Regions from separate parts of the Mus musculus genome. Here region 2 is linked to region 1. A link is a contact called in public HiChIP or PLAC-seq data. All regions are on one chromosome and are shown on one strand. The core of a region is the stretch at or near the end of the contact, and the rest is flanking DNA. Distances in the headings are between cores, read along the strand shown.

Region 1 (6,509 bases), core at 2,094-4,593:
CCTCTTTTATAGGACTCATGTGTCTCATGCATGCCAAGGAATGGGTGCCAGTGTTATTGTCCCATACTCTCCCAGTATATGAGAAACATGTACTATCTCGAGTCACTTGATAGAATCTGGGAGAGGTGAATGACGCTAGGGTCTACAAGCTGACATGGTCTTATAGAATATCCAGTTAATCTTACGTGGGCTAAATACAAAGAAAACTTTGAAGCAGGTTGTACGAGCACAGAAGTATACTTACTGGGTTTCTATGAAGCCAAATGAAAGCATTAGGAATGCTTAGATGCTTCTAGAAGGGATGAGGCTGCTACATTCTTGTCTGTTAAGTTAGCTTCATTTAGGGCTCCACACTGAAGCAACACAAATATCCCTGTCTTCTCACATCTGCCGTTGTTTATTATGGAATTTCCATCTGCCCTGCTCTGAAGCAGGAGGAGGAAGCGAGGACAGAGGGGAATCATGAGCTCTTTTAAAGGATGGAACCAGATATTAAATCCATAAAGTGGAAAGAGATGATGAAAGCAATGAGTGTCACCCTGGTGGAGGACCACCTTACAGGCACCACCTGAGTGCTTGGCTATATATGTGGCTGTCTCTCAGTGGATTCCTTCAAATCCAATCAGCATGATTGGATTCTTGACCTGCTTGTGCTTTGCTGCTCTCTGCTGTGCCCCCTTCCATTGTTTGCTCCCATCTATCCCTTATAGTCATTTACACAATGCAAGCTGATGACCCGTGGTGAGATTTCCCTTTCCTCTGGTGATAATGACCCTGTCACTCCAGGTTCCTGTTTCAGTGGAGCGTGAAGAGACTTAGGCTGATTGATTGAGACTGAGCTGGAGTGAAATAGGATTTCACTCAAGGGTCCATTACCTTTTCAACATAATGTCTCCGAGAGAATGAAAACCCAGAGTTCCTTGAGGACACCGTCTTCTCTGGGTCAGCTGCAAATCAGAGAGATTGTATTTGGCCCACACTAGGCTTGAAACATCTAAAATAGGGATTTCCCCCTCCCCTGCTTTTCTTTAAAATTGAAAAAAATCCTAGATCCATGTCTGTTCCTGTGACAGTGGGCTGGTGTTGAGTGGCCTATTGTCCTTTGGTGAGGACGTGGCCACTACACATGTTTGTCCGCACAGTTTTACTGCTTCTCAGGCTCATGTTGGCTTCCACAAACACTTGGATCTCTGTGCTTTGATTTATCAAAAATAAGGAAAACAGCATTTATTGAGTGCCTTCTACACATGAAACATCGTGCTTTATAATTTTTTTTTTTTTTTTTTTGGTCTTTTTGGTTTTTCGAGACAGGGTTTCTCTGTATAGCCCTGGCTGTCCTGGAGCTCACTTTGTAGACCAGGCTGGCCTCGAACTCAGAAATCCGCCTGCCTCTGCCTCCCGAGTGCTGGGATCCTGCCTTATAATTTGTACAAAGTATCTCTTCTTCTTCTTAAGAATCCAGTGAACTAGCCGGGTGTGGTGGTGCACGCCTTTAATCCCAGCACTCGGGAGGCAGAGGCAGGCGGATTTCTGAGTTCGAGGCCAGCCTGGTCTACAAAGTGAGCTCCAGGACAGCCAGGGCTATACAGAGAAACCCTGTCTTGAAAAAACCAAAAAAAAAAAAAAAAAAAAAAAAAAGAGAATCCAGTGAGCTATTATTTTTTAGGGGGGAAGGTATTTTGTTTTGTTTTGTTTTGTCTTTTGAGATAAGATTTCTCTGTGTAGCCCTGGCTCCCCCGGAATTTGCTCTGTAGACCAGATAGGCTTCTAACTATCAGAGATGTCCCTGCTTTTGCCTCCTGAGTGCTAACAGTAAAGGTGTGCACCAGCACTGCCCCACCGAATTAAGTGAGATTTAATCTCCATGGCTACAGGGATTATCTTTTGCCACTGTGAGAGGTCACCCTGCCTAGCATAAGTAGGGGCTCGAGGTAGGAGCTCAGGAGCATTTGTTGCAGAAATGCATACATAAATAATAAAAAAGACATTTTCATAAATAAGGAAGCCAAGGCCCAAAGTAATTAAACAAGTTGATCAGAATTCAGACAGCTGGTGGGGAAGCAGGGCACAGCTCGGATTCAGACAGAGCAGAATGGAGGAGGGGAAAGGCCTTGGACCACTATGGCCATGCACACAGAAGGCACACGGGGAGGACTCACTGAACTGATTGAGAGTGACGCCCTGCATGTCCTTATTAGTCCATTGAGAAGGTGGCAAGGCTTTGTTTTAGTTTATAAAGTCCATCTGAAAGCTGATGGTTTTAGGTACCCAGAGCTTTGAGGTTTCCCGAAGTGAATGTTCTGTTTTTACACGCAACAGGAAGAGTTAATGTTTCTGTCCACAATCAACATGGGCTGCATACATGGAGCCGGAGGCTTCCTTCATTGAAGGGTAGTGCTTCCTACTGCCACAGTACACAGGGATGTATTAGAAAGCTTCTTTGTACAATTCACAAGAGGCCCCGAGACTGGCTTAAAAAGCATGGCCTTTTCAAAAGAGAAGGGATTGTTCTGGTTGAAGGAAAGAGGGTAAAGGTGACTTAGTTTCTGACTCTGTGCTGATGAGTCCTAAGCTGGTGAATCATTTCAATGTCTTACAGACAAAATCTCAGAATTCAGATAACTGCTGCATTTCTTATAGCCCCCTGTCTACTGTGACCCTAAAACTGCACATCAAAAATTGAACATATCTTGTATGTGTGCATGTGTGCAGCTGTGCATGTATGTTGGGGATGTTGGGGTCAAATTCAGGGCCTCCCTCAGATAGGCACATACTCCACCACTAAGCTACACCCCTAGCCTAATATGCCATGCCTTTGTCCCCAAACCAGATTTTCTTTCCTTCCCCACCCCCATCTGTGGCTATTTATTCTTTCATTTCATAGGCTCCAAAGTTTGGGATTTTCTATTATTCTTTTCTCTTTATGAACTATATATTCAAATACTTTTCCATTACATATCTCATCATATTCCTTTTCTCCCCCCTTCCCACTTAAGAACAGCCTCTATCACTTCAGATACGGCTGGGCTCTTTGTATCTAGACTCTTTAATATCACCGTAGACTACCGTCAGATTCCTCTAAAACATCATGCTCCAACCCACGTTCCAAGTCTGTGTTATCTTCTCATGGCTTGGCATAGCATTTCCCAATATGTGCTGTGCAACACTTTAGTTCCGTGGGAAATGAATAGGTGTTAAGTAAAAAACAGATGCTGGGATCAAACGCTAACGCTGAGAAAGTTGTGAGTCACTTCTTTCCCGAGGGATGATTCATAGCTTTGATATGTTAATGTGCCTTATTACACAGCCTTCCTCAAGACTTGTGCTTTCACAGAGGCCTTTTCGGTAGAGAATTTCACTGGCCTAGATCCTCATGCACAGCGTTTGGGAAACCCTGGTCCACCAATCCAAGGCCATACTCCCTGTGATGATTAATTTTATGTGTCAGCTTGACTGGGCCATGGAATGCCTAAATATTTGTTCAGCCGTTATTTGAGGTATGTTTCTAGATATTATTAGCATTGAAACTGGTCTACGTAGTAAATCATATCCTTCTACCTAAACTGAACAAAGAGACTAACAGACGACTTTACTTGCCTGGCTACCTTTGGACTGGGATTTTTTTTTTCTTCTTTTTTTTTTTCTCTCTGAACATCTTTTTTTCTTGGGCCTCCAACTCCCCATACAGATCTTTTATTATTTATCATTATTGTGCGGTTTTTTTTTTTTTTTTGTTTTTTGTTTTTTTTGGTGCAGGTGTGCATGCTACAGCATGCATGTGGAAGTTTGAGGACAGCTGTGTGGAGCGGTTCTCTGCTTCCATCTTTATAAGGATTCTAAGATTATACTCAGGTCATTAGTCTTGCATGCTGAGCCATCTCCCTGGCCCTCACCTTGCAGATCCTGACCCTTGGTGATCATGCAAGCTAATTCTTGTGAGTGTGTATACACACATAGACTGTCTCAGGTTTATGAGAATTAGGCTTGTGATTGTTTGACCTTAAGATGGATTTATCAAGATGTAACTTCCACTGTGCCCTATGGAAGATAACTGGAAATGAGCTGTTGCAAGAATGAATCTCTGGCTGGGATGTAACTCAGGCCTTGAGTAGCCTGTGGGAGGCCTTGAGTTAGATTCACAGCACTGGGGCACGGGGATGGGATGGGGAGTTGGGTGTTTCCTAGCCTTTAAATCTCTCTGTACTTTCCCCCTGGGACATCCCTAGCTTCCTAACTTCCTTGCATTCAACCTTGAACTCAAGGTCCAAGTGAAGTCCAATCACTGCAGCTTAGAGTCAATTGCAGAGCACTTAAGATCTTGCAGGGATTGCAGCACCCAGGGTATGTAAGTCAGATTCTCTGAGAGTGGGGCTCTGGCATTGGTAATCGACTAAGTTCTCCAAGTGTTTCCAGGAGATAAACATAGTTTAGAATCAGCCCAGGTAGTCCTGATGCCTGAACCCCGTCCTCAGTTGTCTATATCAATAGATTTGGGGTGGGGCCCAATAATTTGCATTTCTAACAGTTCTCAGGTGCTGCTGGTCTTGGGGTCTCACCTTGAGAGGCTCTGTTTACAAGGATCAGGGGCCCAGGTCACTCTGTGGACTGAGGAAAACCTGATCTTATGCACATTAAAGGAGTAGCTGAAAGCATTACTCTGCATAGTAGCTACCAATTGGTGGCCAGGCTTGATGGCATGTGCCTTTAACCATTGAGTCAGTTCAAAGCAATGCTTTCTGTTAAAAAGTAATCTTTTAAGATCAGAGATTTAGGGCTGGTGAGATGGCTCAGTGGGTAAGAGCACCCGACTGCTCTTCCGAAGGTCCAGAGTTCAAATCCCAGCAACCACATGGTGGCTCACAACCATCTGTAATGAGATCTGACTCCCTCTTCTGGTGTCTGAAGACAGCTACAGTGTACTTACATATAATAAATAAATAAATCTTTAAAAAAAAAAAAAAAAAAGATCAGAGATTTATTTATACATAGGTCTGGGATTGTAGCTCAGTTGGCAGAGTGTCTGTGTAGCATACTAGAAACCCTAGGTTTTATCCCTAGCCCAGCATAAAATGGATATAGTGGTACACTCCTGGAATACCAGCACTTGGGAAGTAAAGGCAGGAGGTTCAGGAGTTCACAGTCATCCATGGCTACAATGCAAGTAGGAAGTCACCCTTGCCTACAGTGTTTCAGTAATTAATAAACAAACAAATAGATAACACCATAAAAAAAGCCTAGGTTCCAGTAAACCTTCCAAATGAAGGTAGTAATATCAATTAATACAGAAAAACTATCTAAGCAACTAGTAAAATAGTGGAAAGTGAAAGAAAAAATATTGACTCAGGACCTGGTCCAAGACCAAATTCTCAGCACAAAGGAGATTTCTTTGTCCCAGAAGGACAGAAGGCAGGGACTCAGAGACAGACATAGGAGATAGAGGACAAGGGAGAACAGGAAGGAAACAAGGGAGAAGGGGGAGGGATATTTGTCTCCAGGGGACAAAGGGCTGCCTCTGGGTAGAAAGGATACAAACTAGGCAAATAGGAAATTGGCAGTTTATAAAGGTACAAGGAGAAACCCCTTGTTAGGATGAGGTGTTTAACTTTAATTGGGTATGCCAATTAGGTGAGCCAGAGGGGGCTTTTGATTGCTGGACTTCAATACTTCGATAGCTGGACTTTGGTAGTCAGCCTCAGGAGGAGGAAATGGAGAGAGAGAAATAAGGGAATGGACCTTGGGGGCTGGCTTTAGGAATGTGATTTTAGTAAGTTCCCAAGTCAGTTTTAGTAAGGCAGAGGGAATGGGGGGAAAGGGCAAGGTCTGCCAGAGCCGTGCTCTCCATCCTTGGGCTGGCCAGGGTCCCTTCAGAAATAACATACTATTTTGATATCAGCTCTTATGTTGTAGGGTAATTTGTTACACAGCAATAGCTAACTGATAGAATCAGCAGAATCCTTGTGTAACTACAGTTTTTATGGCAAAAGCCCGGGTTCTAGCAGCTTTGGCAGGCTAAGATCAAGTCAGTCATTGGTAATGAGGGGACTTAGCCCAGTACTGTACCAGTACTGTAGCCTGAGGAGTTTTCCCCGTAGAGACCGCCAATAAACAAATTCTTGACTACGTTGAAAAAAGAATTGCAGGATGAGCCAGTGTGAAGCCAAGATAACAAGTTTATTAGATAGAAATGATAAATACGTACTTCAAGTTTAAGAGTGAGAGAAACTTCAAGGCAGTTCACATCCTCAAGAAATAGGTGTGAGCTATGTGTCTTCACAGTGATACTATTTATACAATTTGGTGGTTTTCTAAGTTATTTAAGTTAATTTAAATAACTAAGTTACTGAGTTATTTAAAAGATGTAATTTTAAAAACAATTTCATTTTATTATCCTTACATTATGCGTATAAGTTTGTGTCCATACATACAGGCTCTGTGCCTGTAGATGCTACTGCACAGAGTCCAGAAGAGGTTGTCCGGTTCCCCAGAGCTGGACTTACAGGGGATTTGGA
Region 2 (6,509 bases), core at 1,927-4,426, 460 kb before region 1:
AAGTTCCAGGACAGCCAGGGATACACAGAGAAACCCTGTCTTGAAAATAAATAAATGGGAAAAGACTTGTGAGCATATATATACACGTGTACCTGCACACACACACACATGTATACACACACAAATATATAACATAAAAATTAGTTTAATTATACTACAATCTCAAAAAATGAAAGAATTAAAAATATTAAAAACAAACATGTTGTAACATATCACGTATTTAAAATGGTCTGACACAGTGGAATACTAGAGGAGCCAATTTAGCAAAATAAACCAAGAAAGAGGAGAAAGGAAAGAAATGGGGGATTACTAAGATGGCTCAAGAGATCCAGGCATTCACACCAAGACTGAGCCTGAGAACCTGAGTTCGATCCCCAGGATTCAAGCAGGAGGAGGAAGAAGTGACTCCTGAGAGGTGTGCACATGTGTCCACAATCACACACACACAGAGGAAACAAAGGACAAAACATTAGGAAGAAGCTAAGTGTGGTGGCACACACTTGTAGTCCCAGCACTGTGGAGGCAAAGAGAGGCGGACCTCTGTGAGTTCAAGGCCAGCCATGACATACAGTAAGACCTAGTATCAAAAGTGGAAAAAAATACGTAATAGAATAAAACTTTTAAAGGAAAAGACAGAAGAACCCGGAAGCCATTATACAGCAGAAGTACTCTTGGTACTACTGCCTTCCTAAGTGAGGAAATTGAGGGAAAGAAAGGGCCAGAGTTGCAGAAAAATAAATTTTTCTCCCTAGTGGGAACCATCATCCAACCACAGTACCAAGGATCAGGTGAGGGAGCTGTAGCGTGGAGAGAAGAGCAACCCTAGCATTCGTGAAAACAGCAAGACCCCACCAGCGGCCTAAACTGGGACTCTTCACGACCCCTCCTTTTGTGTCACCTTGACAATCTAGAGGGCCTCTTCAGTCCCTGTCTCTAGGCCTACCTGTCCCTCGAGCTTTGGAATAAGATGGAAGCTATCTGGGTGTCCAGGGCACATCTCACCCCACCATGTTCAGAGACCTGGCCTGACCCCACCCCTGCTCATGGCCTCTCTGCAGTTAGAAAACACCTGCAGCTGAGCAGTGGGGGCACACGCCTGTAATCCCAGCACTTGGGAGGCAGAGGCAGGCGGATTTCTGAGTTCGAGGCCAGCCTGGTCTACATAGTGAGTTCCAGGACAGCCAGGGCTACACAGAGAAACCCTGTCTCGAAAAACCAAAATAAGAAAAAAAAAAAAAAGAAAACACCTGCACACCTCACCCAGTCAATAGTACTCTCTCTCGTGCTCCATAAGGAATCTATCATGTCAACTGATGATCTCCAAAGGATGCTCAGATTTCAACTAGCTCTGTATGCACCACTGAATGTCTTGCTAGTCCATGCTGCCTTTATACCTAGACTAAAGAAGCCCCTCTCCCCACTCCCTAGCTGCTCTCCCCACTCCCTCCATGCTCCCCTGGCTTCTTGTACTTTGTGAGTGTGAGTGATCTCTTCACTTAAGACCTGGAGAGATGGCTCAGCAATTATTCAGTTCCCACCACAGACATAGTGGCTCCCAATTCCTCTAACTCCAGTTCCAGGAAATCCAGTGTCCTTTCTGGCCTCCCATTCAGGACATCTAAACTCCTCTCTAGAACCTTCTGCTCACTCTGCTCCAGCCACCTTTGGGAGAAACAGAAGGTCGGCCCCCCTACTGTTCAAACGGACCATCCTGAACACATCCCACCCACCTGTGGTCTACCCACATTCTTGTTCTTCACCTGACAGGTTGTGTGTACTGTTTGTGTCTACTCTACTAAAAAAGCAAGTTTCTCGAAGATGGGGCTTGGTTTCCTTATCTGCTGTACTGTAAATGTTCAGGATCTGGGGAGCGAAATGCTTCCGCAGAGAATCTATCCAACATCATCAACAGAAACCCAGAGTTGGGGTAGATACCCTGCCCCCACCTTCTTACCTGTCTTTGTATTTGGACAACTTCTCTTCCTCCCAGGCCGTGTTTCCACCCCCGAAGTTGTCCCGGATGGTTCTCTCCAGGCCCTGCATATGGAAGAAATTAGGAATATCTAAGTACAGAGCTAGACACATTCATTTGGATTTTTTATTAGTTTGTTTTTTGTTTTGTTGTTGTTTCTGAAACAAGGTTTCTCTGCATAGTCCTGGCTGTCCTGGAACTTGGTCTGTAGACCAGGATGCCCTGGAACTCAGAGATCCACCTGCCTCTGCCTCCCCAGTGCTGGGACTAAAGGAATGTGCCGGCACTCCCGGCCTAACATTCTAACATTTCATTATTTTATGTTATTGACCAGAAAACTGAGGCACTGTGACACACCTTACCCAAATGCCATACAGTTAAAGCCAGCAACCCACACTGGGACTAGACACCATGCAGATTTGCAGAGAGAGCTCCCTGCTCTCCAATAATGGGCCCCTCCCTCGTGGCTATTAGTGCACCCACCTTGTTGAAGTTGTCCACCAGTGCCCGGCAGGTATGACACGGATGGGGCTCAGCTCGGGGAGAAGGATGGGGAGGAGGAGAGGGTTGGAGCCAGACAGGTCCTGGGAGGCTCAGAAACAGGCTCAAGCACCAGAGCAGAGATGGGACCAGGCCCCTTGGGGGCAGTGGAGCCATCTTTTCCCAGGCTGGGGACGTGCAGATAGAGGGCAGGGGGAGGGTTCACTGGAGAAGCCAGGCTGTAAGGGAGGAAAGCGAGGCGCCTTGGGGCTCAGAGCCCCAGACCTACGTAATTACAAAACGAGGATAAACTGGGGTAGTGGAAGCAGAGGCGCTGGAAGGGGTGAAAGAGCCTAATCTACGATTCCAGCAGAGAAATTATTTCTCCGTTACCGTAGGGGGAGGTGGCCGGGATCGCGGGCAAAAGAATAAGCGTCAGCCCATTGTTTTAGGGTCTCAGTGAGTTATTAGGGGCCAAAATTAGAGAGAGGGTTGGATCCCAAAATATTCCGAGAGAAAGGCGGATGGGCGGTCCTGGAGGAGGAGCCCGGATCCGGATATGAAGAGAAGGGGTCAAGTTCAGAGCCTCTTTGGGAGATGGAGGCACAGCCTGAAACAGGACTGGGAGGATCCAAACCCTGCTAGACCTTAGAGGAGGAGGGAAAAAAAAAAAAAAAAAGTCCCCGCCTCCGCCCCGGGCGCTGTGGGCCGAGTCGCCTCAAAGCCACCGCCTCCGTAAAAAGTACACCCTTCTTCAACGCCGCAGTCCGGAGGGCGGGGCCTTCTCCCAGCCAATTATGGAAAGCCATGTGCCATGGCGTCACCCTACACTAGCCAACCAGAAGCGGCTCCGGGCTGCACCTGTCCGGGCTTTAAAGGGCAGCGGGGTTAAAGGCTCTGTTAGCGGGTCCTCGGAACAGATACACGAGTGCTACTTGGTTAGGAATACTGTATCGGCTTTTATTCTAGTGTAGTGCAGGGTCCCAGGTCCCATTCCTCGCAGCAGCCTGGGGCTTCCGAGCTAGAAGTACAGCTGTCCAGGGCGGACCGCAGCGCCTGGGTCACTCGTTCCACCCGGTCCGCGGGTCGCCCCGCGGAAGTGGAGCAGCCTCCCTGCAGTGCATCCAGGAAAGCCGGCAGCTGCGAGGGCAGGGAGAAGAGCGGGGCGACGCGGAACGGGGAGGGCACAGAGTCTGGGTGCAGCAGCCCGTCGAAGTAGACCCCGACGTAGCGGCCGGTCGCCCGGCCTTGCAGGAAATCGGGTAGCACGCAGCTGAGCCAGGCGGCGAGGGCGTCATGCGGCCCGGGCTCCACTGTCTGGAGCTGCAGCCACTGCTGACACTGCGCCACGGCCGCGGGCGAGAAGAGAAGGATTACCACGCCACCCTCCTGCAGGATACGGCGTCGCTGGTGGTGGAACCAGGCTAGGGCTCCGTGCGCGCTCAGCTCGCGGCGGCTCCACAGGTCCACGGCCACGCGCAGTGGCATCTGGCTCAACGCGGACGCCAGTGCTCCCACCAGACGCTCGTAGCCCGCTCCGTCGGCGGAGTGGAGGAGCAAGGCCGTGCGGGAGCCACGGGCCGCTACAGGGATAGTGGAGCCTGTGAGGGTGAGCCCGGACCTGCCTTCCCTCCACCCAATTGAGCCCCAGCGCCACTGTTTGAGACTGTCCTTGGGAAACCAGGACAGGAAAGCACTCACCTTTCCTGCGGTCCTTTTTTAGAAGGAGGAAGAAGAAAAGCGCCGCAGCCAAGAGTAGGCAGGCCAGCCATACTAGGACCCAGCGCCTGTGGATGTCTGGAATAGACAGGGGAAAATAATGGGCTAGTAAGAAACCTTTATCTTTTACTCCACCTTATCGGAGGAGAAAAAAAATGAGTCTATATACATGAAGTGATCTGCCCCAAAGTCGCATTTGTCAGAGCCCACGCACTGAAAAAGCTCCATGTGTCTCTGTGACCTGCCTCCGTTTCCATGCCTGTAAATATGGACAACAGCATCAAGTGCATTCAGATTGCAGCTGATATTGCCCCTGAAGCCTAGGGTTACAGGCCCTTAATTTTGCTGTCTTGCATGATTGCAATAGCCCCTATCTTTCCGCTTACAGTCCATTCACTCTATGGGGAACCACCAAGATCTGTTTAAAATAGGTTTATTCTAGCCCTTGAGGGAGCTGGTGTTGCTGGGGACATAAAATCCTACACCCTATTGGGCCTCCCATCTTCTTCCCAAGACCCTCTAACCACACTGACAGCTTTGGAAACTCTCAAAAATGTACTTCACAGTCTTAAAACTGCAGCTTGACTCCTCTCAACTAGCAGAGGCTTCCCGGTGTGTCTAGGACCTTTCCCCTGAACCCTTCATCCACCTAAACCAGGTCCTGGCTGCGCTCATTCACTGCACTGAACCCATAACTATTACTGTAAGATCGCAAACAGTCAACAGCTCATACTGGCCCTGTCCTTTTAGATTTCTGTTGCTGTGGGCAGGCTATGTCTTTTTAGTGATTCTGGGATCCCTAAAAGTGTGTTTTTATCCCTGTCCCTCCTCCAACCCCACCCTTGAGGGGCACACATGCCATAGAGCTTGTGTGAAGGTCAGAGGACAACTCAAGAGAGTCCATTCATGTTGGTCTCAGGGAACTCAGGTTTTTTTTCAGATTTGGTGGCAAATGTCTTTACCAGCTGAGCCATCTTTCTCCCTCTCTGTGGTTTTTGACTGGTTGAAAGGAATGCTGCTGTGACTTATTTGAGCCTGGCGAAGCATCACATGTTGCCTCAGCACTGAGGTCCCTGTCAGAGTCAGCTGCTGGCACACAAGAAGAACAGTTCCCCTCGTACTCACACTTGTCCATGGGGCAGGCCCATAGCGATCCCATGTTGTCATCGTTCCACAGCTGTAAGACACAACCACAGTCCCTGGCTTGGTGTTCAACGGCGAATCATTTCTGGCCAGCTTATTCACATTCCTAGCCTCAGCGATGCATACTTCCTTGCCCAGGGCAGGCCCCAGTGGATACCTCTGCTTTTGCTCAAACTGTGCCCAAGCTGACCTCTGTGCCAAATGGGGCCTTGCCAGATTCTTCCTCAAAGCTCTTTCTAGAACCTAGCACTGACTGGGGGTGTGTATCATTTAACTGGGCTCTAGTCAGAGTGAGCACCTGTGGGACAGGCATGATATCGCCTACCCTTTACCTACCTAGGCTAGTCAGAGAGCAAGCAGACACACGCAGGCACCAGGGCAAGTTCTGTCACCAACTCACCTGCATACACTGGTGTGATCGGAAGTCTTGCAGCAACTCCTCTCCCAGGCGAGCAGCTCTCTGCCAAGGCAAAGGAGTGGGAGGGGCTGTCACCCGGGGCAGCATGTAAGGTGCTGCAGTAGAGCAGGGCTGTTTGTCAAGAGGAGCTAAGAGACTTACAAAGCCACTGAGAAGGAATGTGTGTGCGTACACACAAGCAAGGGCACGCGAATACGTCGCCCCCCCAACCCCCCCCCCCCCCGCACTGTATTCCCAGAAGCAGTACTGGCCCTGGCAGAGAATGATAGAGTAAAGTAAGGTGGGATACAGTGACTGAGAAGAGAAGTAAGAATATGAGGCCGTGCATGAGATGCGTCTGGAAGCATCTAGCGACGGTTCCTTCGTCCTCACCGTGGAGGCCATGCTGGGCAGTGGTGTACAGCCACTGGGTTCCAAGGCACAGACTGATGTGTTGTTGAGGCCGGTTTTCATCTCCACTAACAGCATATCATCCTTGAAGGGCCCCAAGGAGTCTGGGAGGAGGGAGAGGCCACTCTAGTAAGACCCACTTGGGCTTTGCCTTCCTCCCATCCCCCGACCTTTACCCCCCGGGAGGCAGCTCCTCCAAGGTGCCCCCCATGGCAGTGGCCCTGCCCCACTCACCAGCCCACAAGCACGCTTGCAGCTGAACCTTCTCCCAGGTGCTCACCTGCTTAGAAGGAGCCAGAGTTAGGAGCGCTAGGAAAAGCAAGAGCCAGGGTCAGGAAGTCCAAGAGGGAGGGTGCAGGCAAGAGGAAGACCATCAGGCCGGCTCTG

What was found. HiChIP or PLAC-seq counts read pairs in DNA pulled down with a chosen protein or histone mark.
Region 2: a contact with region 1 is called in an HNF4G HiChIP or PLAC-seq map of pancreatic cancer cells. The contact joins the promoter of Creld1 here to the enhancer-like site in region 1. A contact is called at or near these places in 3 of 39 promoter capture datasets (cranial neural crest, neural stem cells and pre-B cells), 3 of 484 Hi-C or Micro-C datasets (CD4 T cells, the G1E-ER4 cell line and uterus), 2 of 115 datasets of contacts at active chromatin or transcription factors (large pre-B cells and pancreatic cancer cells) and 1 of 9 other capture datasets (pancreatic islet).

What each region holds. Positions count from the first base shown.
Region 1 is chr6:113,021,820-113,028,328 of GRCm38.p6, reverse strand. No RefSeq gene overlaps it. Among named protein-coding and RNA genes, the nearest start is that of Gm43868, 21 kb to the left of the region's middle. Within about 2 kb of position 3,343, at least 80 of the 459 cell types and tissues checked have an H3K27ac peak or open chromatin away from gene starts, as enhancers often do. A contact at or near this core is called in neural stem cells and pancreatic cancer cells, where this site is marked.
Region 2 is chr6:113,480,023-113,486,531 of GRCm38.p6, reverse strand. It overlaps Creld1 (cysteine-rich with EGF-like domains 1), which reads right to left and starts at 3,176. Exons shown (of 10, transcript NM_133930.2): 1 at 2,456-3,176; 2 at 1,955-2,037. The coding sequence starts at 2,629. It overlaps Il17rc (interleukin 17 receptor C), which reads right to left. Exons shown (of 18, transcript NM_178942.1): 13 at 6,357-6,402; 14 at 6,105-6,226; 15 at 5,715-5,774; 16 at 5,297-5,348; 17 at 4,154-4,249; 18 at 3,369-4,035. The coding sequence ends at 3,413.